Linked DNA regions of Arachis hypogaea: region 1 is linked to region 2. Evidence: chromatin contacts called from public Hi-C data. All regions are on one chromosome and are shown on one strand. Each heading gives the region's core, a stretch centred on a gene start, on an enhancer-like site or on the middle of the called end of the contact. The rest is flanking DNA. Distances are from core to core; before and after follow the strand shown.

Evidence for each region. Hi-C and Micro-C count contacts between places; a contact is called where the count stands out from the background.
Region 1: a Hi-C map of leaf shows a contact between it and region 2, with 4 times the contacts expected there. The contact joins the enhancer-like site here to the promoter of LOC112779436 in region 2. A contact is called at or near these places in 2 of 8 Hi-C or Micro-C datasets (both in leaf).

Annotation. Positions count from the first base shown.
Region 1 is chr19:127,365,262-127,371,666 of arahy.Tifrunner.gnm2.J5K5, reverse strand. No RefSeq gene overlaps it. Among protein-coding and RNA genes, the nearest start is that of LOC140182344, 13 kb to the right of the region's middle. Within about 2 kb of position 2,441, at least 2 of the 3 cell types and tissues checked have open chromatin away from gene starts, as enhancers often do.
Region 2 is chr19:126,907,575-126,914,104 of arahy.Tifrunner.gnm2.J5K5, reverse strand. LOC112779436 (protein SIEVE ELEMENT OCCLUSION B) reads left to right here and starts at 3,522. Exons shown (of 7, transcript XM_025823702.2): 1 at 3,522-4,400; 2 at 4,534-4,626; 3 at 4,877-5,322; 4 at 5,401-5,495. The coding sequence starts at 4,176. It overlaps LOC112778714 (protein SIEVE ELEMENT OCCLUSION B), which reads left to right. Exons shown (of 8, transcript XM_072228044.1): 6 at 357-815; 7 at 1,225-1,661; 8 at 2,418-2,879. The coding sequence ends at 2,490.

The DNA of each region.
Region 1 (6,405 bases), core at 1,192-3,691, 460 kb before region 2:
AATAAAACACATTATTGTTCTTCAAGACCATCAAATGCTTTAGACCAAGTTGTGCCAATGAGCCTTAACTCACACAGCATTCTGCCTCCTCCCCATCTCAAAGGTCTCGGACTCAACTCCTACCAATGACAATCGAGGAAGAAAAAATGGTAAGTATGTGAGGAGCGTGTGGGTGTATGTGTTGTACCTAGGATTGGGAGTTGTCCAATTCATTTGAGGTACCTAAAATTGGGGGTTGTCCAATCTACCTGACAAAAAAAAAAAGACCAAGTTGTGACTGGTCAAGCCGCCATGCTTGATTTTTATCCAACCTGGCTAGCTCGCTTTTTTTTGTATCATAATGAATATGAAATATGTTTTTCTTTTTGTATGTAAGGAATATGATGGCACGAGAGAGTAGTGTTGGGGTTCGAATCCCACCTTGTGCATGCAGCAATCTATTGGCCAATAACAAATTTTTAAATGGAGCTCAGTACCACAACGAATTAGTCTTTGACCTGTCGGGTTGGGGGATACCGTAGGAACAAAAAAAAAAAAAGATATTCGTGGAAACACATTATTACACATATCGACACAATATTTGTATACTGATGGTGATATATATATTTGTTCGATCAATTATTTTGCCACATCACTATTTTATTTTTCTAGTTTCGACAAGTTATATTAATCTCTCTCCATCGTATATACATCATATATACATGTACGCATCTATCTTGTGAGTTATGATTTCTGAATATCAAAACCCATAACAAAATATTTTTTAATTTATATATTAGTATTTTTTTTCTATTTTTGAAATTGCAAAGACATAACATGTATCCTTGATTAAATATGTAGTTAAAATAAAAGTAATAAATCATTTAGGTAAATTCATATCATATATATTACTCATCGAAGTAATTAATTACTTTTCACACATAATGCAAGAAAAATAAATTTTGGTTAAATAATATATAGCATAACTATAAAAAATAATATTATTTTGACAAAAATAATTTTGTGAATTTTTAAAATGATACTTTTAAATCATATTCCTTGATTCTAAAATAGCTACATTAGAATACAAATATGACGATACTTTCGAGCTATATTTTTTATGCTCAATTCTTAATCCTACATTATTATTGTTTTTACATTATTGTAAGCCCATTAAATGGTCTAGTTCAGCCTAATTAAATTTGGCCCACTTAAATTTGTGAATTATAGGGGTTAACTTGTTTATTTTTTATTTGTTGAAGAGTGTTAGTTTTTAGACTTGGACTGTTTATAGTCAACCTCACGAAATATATGAGATAACCTATTAAATTTTTGTTTAAGAAAAAGTTTCGACAAATTCAATTTTGGGTTCAAATTTTTCTAAAAAAAAGTTAGTTTTGGACAAAAAAAAAAACATTATTATTAGTGCGAGTCAAGTCTTTGGATGGAATCAAGAAAAATATTTAAAAAATACTGTTTTTTTAAATATAAAAAAAGAATTACTCGTTAGATCTAATTTTAGAGTAAAAGTATGTTGTTTAAACCAAATAAATAGGCTGGCATGATGGATTTAGTCTATTTTAATAGTTTTAAATTTTTTATAAAGTTTTGTTTGGTTAAAAAAAATAAATGAAAACAAAAGAAATAAAGAAAAAGGAAAAAAAAAAAAAAGAAGTTGAGTAAATTTTTATGTTTAGATAAAAAAATTAAAAAAATATATAATATTATAAAAAGATAATTTTATTCTATATATATATATATATATATATATATATAGTTAAAAATAACTGAATAATATTAGAATATGATAAAGTGGTATTTTTTTTTTATTTTTCATCTAATATTGGAGGAAAAAAAAATTCAATGAGTGCTATATCTATCTTTTTGAACTTTTTTTTTTTAACTTTTCACTCTAACAAAACAATGAAAAATAAATATAGCTTATTATATGGTATGTAATAATTTTTATATTTTAGTTTAATAAATTAAATAAATTAATATTTAGAAAAATAAAAAAAATAGCCGTCACATATGATAACATCAAATGAGGCTACAGCACATAACAAATTAACAGAAAGAAAATAATATATTAATAACGTTTTGATTTTTTTTTATTAGTTTTTAATGTGTTCTTTAAAGTTTTCTACTAGTGTGAACGTAAAACATGCCTTACGTGCACTTTTTTCTTTCTTTTCATTAATCTATTTAATAAAATATTTAAATAAATAATTAAGTTCAAAGTCAGCCTTATATATAACAATTATTACGATTAAAAGAATATCTTATATAATTATTAAATGAATAAATATCATTAACAATTTATTTATTTCTTAAAATAAAAATACTCCTATTTAACAATTAGTATTTCTACAACCATAATTTGAGATGTATGATACGTGAATACTACTCTTAGTTGTATCTTGCATTCTGTTTATGGTAACGACAAAGGGAAAGAGGTTAAATAACCGTGTCCTATCCGTACTGTATGCGTATGGAACATTTATATATGTGCATCTTTCTATAATTCTACATATGGGGACCTAACCTATTGAATTATGTTGATGGATAGGTACACAAAGTAAAACCGCGTGGACAATGATGTTAATGTTGTTAATTATTGCAACGCAAATTCCAATTTAAAACCAAATGTCATGACTCATGAATACTAAATACGCGGTTTACCAATAAAGACCTTTTACTAAAGGACATGCATTGGTGATTGTGATGGAAGAATTTATTTATTATGTGATTTTAGAGTATATATTAAAATTATAAAATAAAAAAAATTATAAAAAAAATTAAATTTTTAATATATTTATTTATATTTATTAAATAAAATATTTAAAATTTTTTATTAATAATAAATTTATCATATATCTTTAATTAAAACATATATTAACTAAACCTTGATGGAATTGGATTATGCCTATTTGAAGTTTGTGGTCGCTTGAATTTAGACAATAGGCATTCACGAATCATCATCACCTCTTATGCCAATCGCTATCCTTTAATTTATATATTTGAAATTAAGGATGTGATTTTCAGTATATGGGGCGAGTGAATTATACGGTATGTATGGGGCAATTACAAAGCAACTTCCTACTAATGTGACTCATGTTTTGGAATTATATACACTCAAGACTTCTAGAAACCCCCTTCCCACAAAAAAATCTCTTCCGAATAGTTACACTATAACATTAAATTATATTTTAATTTTAGGATAAGTGTTTGTCACTGTATATGAATACGAAGTACTCAATATTTTTTATATTTTGTGATAAAATACGCAAAAAATGCACAATGAATACAAAAATTAATATTTTATCAATTATTATGTATTTATTTATATTTTATATATGTTATTTCATAATTTTTTTAACAAAGTAATTAGTTATTAGAATAATTAAATTTGAGATACTAAAATAATTGAATTTAATTTTTTAAGAAATAAATTACAAAAATATTAAAAGGTTTAATTATTTAATTTTGTATAAAAAGAATTATATTAAAAGTTGTAACCACTGTATACTAATTAAGAGCATTATATAACAAGATTCGTTTCAATAAAAAAGAGAAAATGCTACCTTAGCTTTGAAAAAGGTTGTTATTATTAGTTTTTTTTTGAAAAAGTATAAGAAACAACGAGAATATTAAACAATGTGAATAATAAATATATTAGATGTTTAATTTAATAGGTATGTAGATAATTATATATGTTGATTATTCTTAATTAGATGGTATTCTTGTTTATTCGATTTACTCATGCACAGCTAACAATGACTCACTACAAGGTTCAATTTGATTTGTGACGTTTTTTTTTTTTGTTTATGGGGGTTTGAAACGTCCACCAAAAGGTTAGTGGGAGTTTCCAAACCTCCAATATTTAACGTACCACAAGCTTATTTGTGGCAGTTTGGTAGAACTCCCAGGACATAATTTTATGGCAGTTCTTTATCTGCTTTGTGGAGACTGAGTTGAATTTTTTTGATAATTTTTTTGAAATTTTTGTAGCGATTTAAAATCCCCACAAAACTGAATTTTCAAATTAAAAAAATTACAACAAGCTAAATTGTTACAAACCATTTAAAATTGAAACTAAACTTATCAGAAAGCTATAAATGACGGAAGAAAATTGTCGGTAAAGAATTTCATAAAAATATCGCATTGCAAGTATAGTTCTATACCAACAAATTATACTCGGTCAACGTTTAAATTATTTGTCACTTAAGCAAACCCAATAAAATTAATCGAAGTATTTAAACATTGGGTCGTCTCTCAAAGGAATTGCAGGAAAGTGTAGTTTATTATTGGCTATGAAAAAGTATACTTTTGGGTTTTGTAATAAGAAACAAGAAAATAAAATGGCAAGAAAATAAACTAATAACTAAGAAAGCTCTTAGCAAAGAAAGAGAATTAGAAGTCCTATCCTCATTATCATCGTCAATTGTGATGGTTAATGTAAATTGCTTTCACTTAGTTATCCTCTAACAAATGAAGGAAAGTCAATCGAGTAAAATCGACTTAAGTTCACAAGTTCTAATCAAAGACTAGATTTAGTGAGGCTCAAGCCAACTAGCAACTTTCAATCACCAATTAACAAAAGAATTTTGATAACTCAAGAGTCTCTAATTAATCAATCCAAGTCAAGAACATAAAAATCTATTTTAAAATCCAACCAAGCATTTTATCAAACATTTGGAAGGAACAAAATAAAAGCATAGAAAATTAATAAGAGATGGTAAAATATAAGACTAACACATGCAAGGAATCAATAACCAACAATTAAAGAAAGAAGCAATAAACATGAAATACTTCAAATTGCATTAAAAGGAAATTGAATCTAACAAGAAGAATTCATAAACTAAATTGGGAAAATAAAGAAATCAACAAAAGAAGATAAACTAAGATACTAGAACAATAAAAGGTAGAAGAAAACTAAATTAAAGCAAGATAAAATTCTGAAGCTAAGAAGAAATAAGACTAAAAACCCTAAAACCTAGAGAGAGGAGAGAGCCTCTCTCTCTAGAAACCTACATCTAAAAACTAAAGTGTGAATGAATGAAAATTGAATTGTGAATCGTTGATTCGTCCCACTCTGCAGCCTCTAATCTTCATTTTCGGGCTTGAAATTGGGCCAAAAGCAGCCCAAAAATCGCCACCAACGTTTTCTGTTAATTGCAGCACGTGACGCTCAGCACGCGTACACGACGCTGGACTTTGCACTAGCCACGTGTAGGCGTCAGCCACGCGTGCGCGGCATTTGGTTATGGCTCGGTCACGCGTACGCGGCAGCCATGCATGCGCGTAGATAGCAGCTCCTCAAAACTTTAATTTCTTGTGTTCCTTCCACTTTTGCATGTTTTCTTTTCATCCTCTCAGCCATTCCTGCCCTATAAACCCTGAAAACACTTAATACACGAATCACAGCATCGAATGATAATAAAAGAGGATTAAAAATTAGCGATTTTAAGGCTTAGTAAGCATGTTTTCAATCATAGCACAAAATTAGGAAGAAAACTTAAAAACATGCAATTTGCATGAATAAGTGTAAGAATAGTTGATAAAATCCACTCAATTCAATACAAAATAAACCGTAAAAGAGTGGTTTATCAATCTCCCCACACTTAAACATTAGCATATCCTCATTCTAAGCTCAAGAGAAGCTATAAAGAAGGTGAAGAGGAATGGTAGGATTTATGAAATGCAACATATCTATATAAATGCAACTAAATGCTAAATGCTTCTACCTACTTAGTTAAAAGTAGATCAATCTTCCAAGAACAAATATGAACTGAATTTCACTAATTCAAATCTCAAAATGAAGTACAAGTAAACTTGCAAAAAGAAGGCTCATGAAAGCCGGGAACACGGATTGAGCATCGAACCCTCACTGAAAGTGTATACACTCTAATCACTCAAGTGTTTAAGGGTTGATTCTCTCAATTCTCTACTAATCTTGTTTTCTAAGGCTTGCTCTTCTTCTACCAATCAACAAAAATTTAATGTACGAATACACATATCAAGAGGTCTTTTAAGGGTTGTAATGAGGTTAGGATCAAGGTAGGAATGTATTTGGTTAAATAGACTAAAATTCGAATCCTTGATTAACCTACACTTCCCACCTAACCTAAGACAATTCATGTAATCAAAATATGAAATCTAACTACCCATTAACTGTCTTTTTCACATATTCATGCATCCCAAATTTAGTACAATACATATGCATTGCTACCACCATTTACTTTGGGACATTTTGTTCCCTTTTTATTATTATTTTTTTCCTTTTTTTTTCTTTTTTTCTTTTTGTTTGTTTTTCATATGTGGTGGATATAACATATATATGAGAGATCCATGCATATGATTAAGGTATTAAATGTAGAATATGTGCTCAACTATCTTTTTCATATTTTCACAAAAATATACAAT
Region 2 (6,530 bases), core at 2,273-4,772:
TTTTCTTACTAAAATAAGCGTAGTGATAAAAGCACAAATAAACGTATATTAGTTGATATCGTCATAAAAAAATTAATTAAAACAAGAATATTAGCTTTTACAGAAATGATAATTAAAATAAATTTTTTAATTTTTTTCATTTTTTATCAATTACTAATTTTATTATCAAAAGTAAAAAATACACAAACAAAATATACACACAGTGATACATATAATACTTTTCTAATTTTTACTAGGGCTTTTTTTATACGAAAATATATATTAAAGTTGGGCTCAAGCCCAGCCCATTAACGAGAGAACAGTTTGCAAGTCGATGATTTTCTTTTTTTGTTTTTGTTTTTCACTTCCCATGATAGATTGACATTGAAGTGTTAAAAAGGAAGCATGTATACCTTTTCATTTCAACTCTAGACATCACAGAGGAAGAGATTTCAGTACTCAGAGCAGTTCATGAATCCATCAAGACAGATGAACAATATAAGATTGTTTGGGTTCCAATAGTTGAAGAATGGACCGAGAATCTTCGAAAGAAATTCGAGGTTCTGAAGGCTAAGATGCAATGGTATGTGGTTCAACACTTGGGAAGCATAGCAGGCTACAAGTACATCAAGGAGGAATGGCACTTCAAGAAGAGTCCCATGGTTGTGGTTTTGAACCCTCAAGGCAAGGTTCAGCATACAAATGCATTCCATTTGATTCAGGCTTATGGAATGAAGGCCTTTCCCTTTACCTCTGTGGAAGAGGAGAGAATTCACAATGAAATTCATTGGGTTGGTCCTGTGGTTGGTGATATTCACTCCAACATTGACACTTGGGTAAGCATATATTTATATATTGGTCACAATAATAGCATTGATAATTTTTATAGTATAAATATCAACAACCTACTATATTATCCTTCCTAAGTTTATTTTTCAACGTTTTTTCCCAAGTAAGAAGTGTTTTATTTTTTGTCAGTTAAACAAATCTTAATTCTCTTTTTAATATATTTTATTTCAGTGACTTAGATACTTTCTATATTCCTTATTTTTCTGGGAGTGCATTACTGCATTAGCATTCGCCTCTTTCTAGTTTAAAGATAATATATAAAAAGAAACAAAAAGAGAATAATATAGGAGTCACTACCTTAGGAGTTAGGACTAATTTTCTGTTTTCTCTAAGATTTGCCATGAAATCAATATTGGTAATAATGTATTGCTAATCACTCTGTGAATGAATCAACAGATAAGAGAGCAGAAATACATATTCTTCTATGGAGGCAAAGACAAAGAATGGATCCAACAATTCAGCAAGACTGCTGCAGCGCTTGCAAATGATCCTGTCATAAAGGACTTAAGAATTTCCATAGAACTCTTCTGTGTGGAAAAGGAAGACAAGAACCTGTTCAGCCGCTTCTGGAACCGTATAGAGAGCTTGTTTGTGACGAAGGCTCATAAGGCAGTTGATAGTGCGAAACAAGAAGTGCAGAGAATGCTGTGTTACAAGTACGAGAGCGGATGGGCCCTGCTCAGCAAAGGGTCGTCGGTGGTGGCGAGCGGCCACGGAAGCACAATCCTGAAGACTGTGACGGAGTTTGAGAAGTGGAAAGAGGTTGTGAGGAAGAAGGGGTTTGAGACTTCATTCAGAGAGTATCATGAGAGGATTGTGCGCTCCACTCACAGGTGCGCACAGTTTGAGATTCAAAACATTGCTGGCAAGTTACCTGAGGCCATAAAATGCCCTGATTGTCCCAGGATTATGGACATTTTCATAACTTATAAGTGCTGCCACAATGACAATAATAATGTTGTTATCAGTAGTAATGATGCACATTAGAAACTTTCATTTTGTTAATTATGAGATGCAACTCTGAGGGAAATTGTTCCTAGTGTGTCCATTAAAATAAGAGCAATTGTGTGTTTTTTCATGTATTCTGTACGTTGCTGCTTATCTTGAGTGTTGGAACTGAATTGAATTAAGGTTGATCTTTATCTTACTACACTAAAGTTGCAAATATCTTTATACTATATCTTAATAGGTACTTATTTGCTGTTAATTCAGCCTTTTGTTTAATAAATGTGTATTAGAATTTATATTTTAAGTCTTGAAAATAATAAATTTGTTTTTATGAATAAAAGTTTTTATGATAAATTCTTTTCAATACACATTATATATTACATAGGAAGTATTTCAAGCGTATGATAATTTTAAATATTCTAGTATTTTTAGTCATTAATCTCAATCATAATACCTAAAACTGTAGAATACTTGAAAACGTTTTCTATTACATAAAGTAGATATTACCTTGTTTTTTTCATATTATTAATTATACTGTTATGAGATGTGTGTCTACAAATCAAGATCCTAATCAGAAACAGTACTTCATTTACTTTTGTGTCATAGCTTTTTTTTAATTTCATAAAATTATTGTGTTTCAGAAAGAAAAGATTGCTTGGTCTCGCCTCCGCTGCTGGAACCAGCTTAAGGAGGCTCTGGAAAAAGGATTCATAAATAATGAACCCATGAAGAGTCACAAGACAGTAACTAATAAAATTTCCTTTGCACATGCATGAAGATTCCACCAACTTTTGTTTATTTATTTACGGTGGTAGTGGAGCAAGTGTAAATATATATTTATTATGTGGAGGTCTTAGATGCAACATAAGCTAGAAGGTACAAGCTAGGCACATAAAGCCAAGGACATAAGCTAGGACTACTCCACAAGACATTGTAATTTGTAAACCAGGGGATGGAAGTAGGTAACTTCACCGATTTATATAGTCTATAAATAGGCGTTGTGATTTGTGACATTGTTTATTAATGTGTCAAGTATAGATTTGTGACTTCATATATACGTAGTAATTAAGAGTAAATATATAGTGTAAGAGATTATAATCTGTCCACTTATTAGTTAAGTATTTTCCGTTTTCTGATGCATGCAACTTATATTATCATTCAGATCTTTCCAAGAGTATTATTCCATTCCTCTGCTACCTAATACATTGGCGTTAATGATTTCATCAAAAAGTAAGGCTGCTAGAGCCTTCATTCAAAATCCTCGTTCTTGAATCTTCAGCATAGTACCATTTAAAATGGTCTAAAATTTTCAAACACACGAGTAATGACACAAGAACATACGTTAAGAGACCACAAAAGACAAGAAAAAGGAAACTAAGCCAAACACATAAACTAGCAATGACAGCCTATATAATCACTGATAATCATAATTTCCTAAAAATTTCATCGCAACCCACTTGAAACCTACCCCCAACAAATTCCTGGTTTATGCCCCTCAGAAAATAGGAAAACAATATATAAATAAAATAAGATAATTGCAATTTGCAAAGCCTATGTTTTTTACTAATGCTTGGTCATCAATGACTTCAGAATTCCATTAAACTTCTTGTTATACGTTTCTTATGTGCTTCGTATTGGGGCAGTTTCATACATTTATTTATTTTTATTGAATGTTATTGTTGTTGAGATCAAGTCTCAGAGTTGAAGTTTACCATAAATATATAATATTAACAACATTTAAACTCATTATCTGAAAATATTAAGAATCTACACTTCTAGTTATAAAGAAGAGAATTAGCTAGAATTAATTCAAATGTAAAACAAAAATAGAAAAAAAGTATTGGCTATCTAAAATTTTGCATGCATCAATATTCAATGGTCGAAACTCAGGTGCAGTCGACTTTACGTGAAGTTGATAGTTGAGAACCGTTAAATGAAAATTTAGTCAAATTAATAAAATCATTTAACCGCTCTCAGTTACCAATTTTACGTAAAATCGATTGCACATGAGTTTCCGGCATATTCAATACACAATTGAATGTCTGTGAATTTTTTTTATGAAAATTGAATTATACTTATTATTGTAAATATTTACTTAAGTAATTGATTGAAGATTTTTCTCCTAAGTTGATCCACAGAATTTCTTTTCCAAAGGCCAAAAGTAAAGTTTTTAACAAATGACTTTGAATTAAAGATAAAGAAAAAAAATCAATCAAGAATGTTTGAATGAATTAATCATATCATTTTACTAATTAATAAATGAAATAAAAATATATTTCTAAAACTTTGTTACCTTGCTCAAGCATATCTTTCATGCTATAAATAAGCTAATAAGGGAGTACAATCATCAAGTATAAGCAGGGTGCAGCAAGAAATCAATCAAGCTAAGGAGGACCATAATGGCTCATCATCATCATAAGCTGTCACTGAAGTCTCTACTCCATCATCACAATCACAAAGAGGAGAAGGAGCATAATCCATTAGCCATGTCGGACGAGCACATCTTGGAATTAATCTACTCAACTCATGTTCATAGTGACACTAAGTTTGAGGTCGATCCTCTCTTCACTCTTGTCCACAATACCCTTATCCGTTCAACCTCCATTTTGGACGACCTTGTGCAGGTTCATTATATTTTCTTCTTTCTAATTAGATTTCATTATCTATTTCCCAATGTTTCCGTTTATTTTATGCTACGTTCTTTGATTGTCCTATATATAATATATGTATATCCACTTGTGATAAATCCTCTGGCAGGGTTCCAAATCAAGCATGGAGGAGATTGATGAAAAGATTCTCCAACCCAATTTCAATTCACCTTATTGCACACTCAAGCAAATTTCATTTGAGGTAATAATTCACTTTTTTTTTTCTTTAATTGGATGTTGAATCAACTAAGTCACTTACTCTTATTTATATTTATATATATCATAAAACTATTTTTCTACAAAATTTATAGTTATATCTATAATATTTTATTTCACACAAGATCTCTTTTGAATTAACATAAATTTTTTGGATATATTTTCTTTTTTTAAACTTGCAAAAGCAATTACATGAATAGTTATATGTCTCTAGTAATATTATTATGACGTGGCAGATGTGTTGCAAGGCTGCCGGTGAGGAAACTGCTCACGAAACTGCAGTGGCCATTCTCCATAAGCTCTCACACTACGAATGGGATGCGAAAGCAGTGCTCACACTTGCTGCTTTGGCAGTTGAATATGGTGATTTCTGGCTGCTATCTCAGCATCTACAAACAGATGTTTTGGCGAAATCAGTGGCAGTGATGAAGAGAGTTCCACTGCTCATACGGCCTGCGAATTTGCAGAAGCACCGTGAAGCCATCACTGAGGTCAACAATCTGGTGAAAGCGACATTGCAAGTGATTGAGTTGATAGTTGAGTTGGAGAAGCTCTCTTCTTATGACACTAAAGATGTGCCTGCTTTGCTTCCTGCTAGGGAGCATATCCCAATTGATGTGTATTGGTGTATCATCACTCTTGTTACTATTGTCACTCAGATTGAATGTCTCACAACTGATTCGTAAGTTAAATTCTTCCACTAATTACTGGTTACACATATTTTGTCATCAACAGCAACAAAATTGTTGGTTGATTTCAGGGAGGAGAAACAGGAATTATACCATTACGGTCAAAAGATCAACGTGGTACTCAGCAAACTGAGGAAGCACATCGCGCTCTGCAGACACCAAATTGGTCAGTAGTAACAGAATACTACTAGACTAGTCACTAGTTAATAATGATCCTAGTACATACTCTATATATATGGATGTGTTACAAACGGAGAGTTATTATTATTCATCGAAACCGGTGAAATGCAATAATAAGTAATAAAGTTACTATTAAATTTTAGTGAAGAACTCATGGACACACTTTAATTCCTCCTTAGCTAACATGATTTTTTCACTACTATTTAATAAATGATCGAATAGGACGTGTTAATTCTCGAGTTTGATCGACACAAAAATGCTAGGTATTATTATTTTGAGAAATGAATTTTTTTTTTGTCTAAATCACATTCTCCTTTTTTCTATTTAAAAAATATATATATAGTGTCTTTTTTTCTAAGAATTAAATACATACATTCTTATCTATTTGATTAAAATATTTTTTAATAATTATTTTTATATATAAATTAGTGATAATTATTTGATTATTTCAAAAAATATATAAAATATATACTTATTATTATTATTATTATTATAGTTTTTATTTATTTATTTTTATATATTTTATGATTAATAAAAAATTTTAAAAATAATTAAAATTTACTACATTAATAGGAATATATATATTTTATATTATTATTAATATTATTATAGTAGTAAAAATATAAAATAAAAAACATTTATTATTATAATATATTTATTTATTTTTAATTTTTATCATTAATCATGAAATATATAAAAATTTTAGACTAAATATTTTATATTACGTAGTAATAATAATAATAATAATAATAATAATAATATATTTATTATTAAAATAATAAGTTTTATTTATTTTTAATTATTTATCATTAATCATAAAATATATAAAAAATTTAAATTAAATATATATTAATAATTATTAAAAAATATTTAATCAAATGGATTAAATTAAAGTGTATGTTATTTAATTATTGCAGAAAAATATATATTTTAAAAATGGAAAAAAAGAGAATGTCATTTAAACAGCAGGAGAAGAGAGTATCTTTTCTCTTAAACTTTGACTACTTGTGTACCAAGAAGA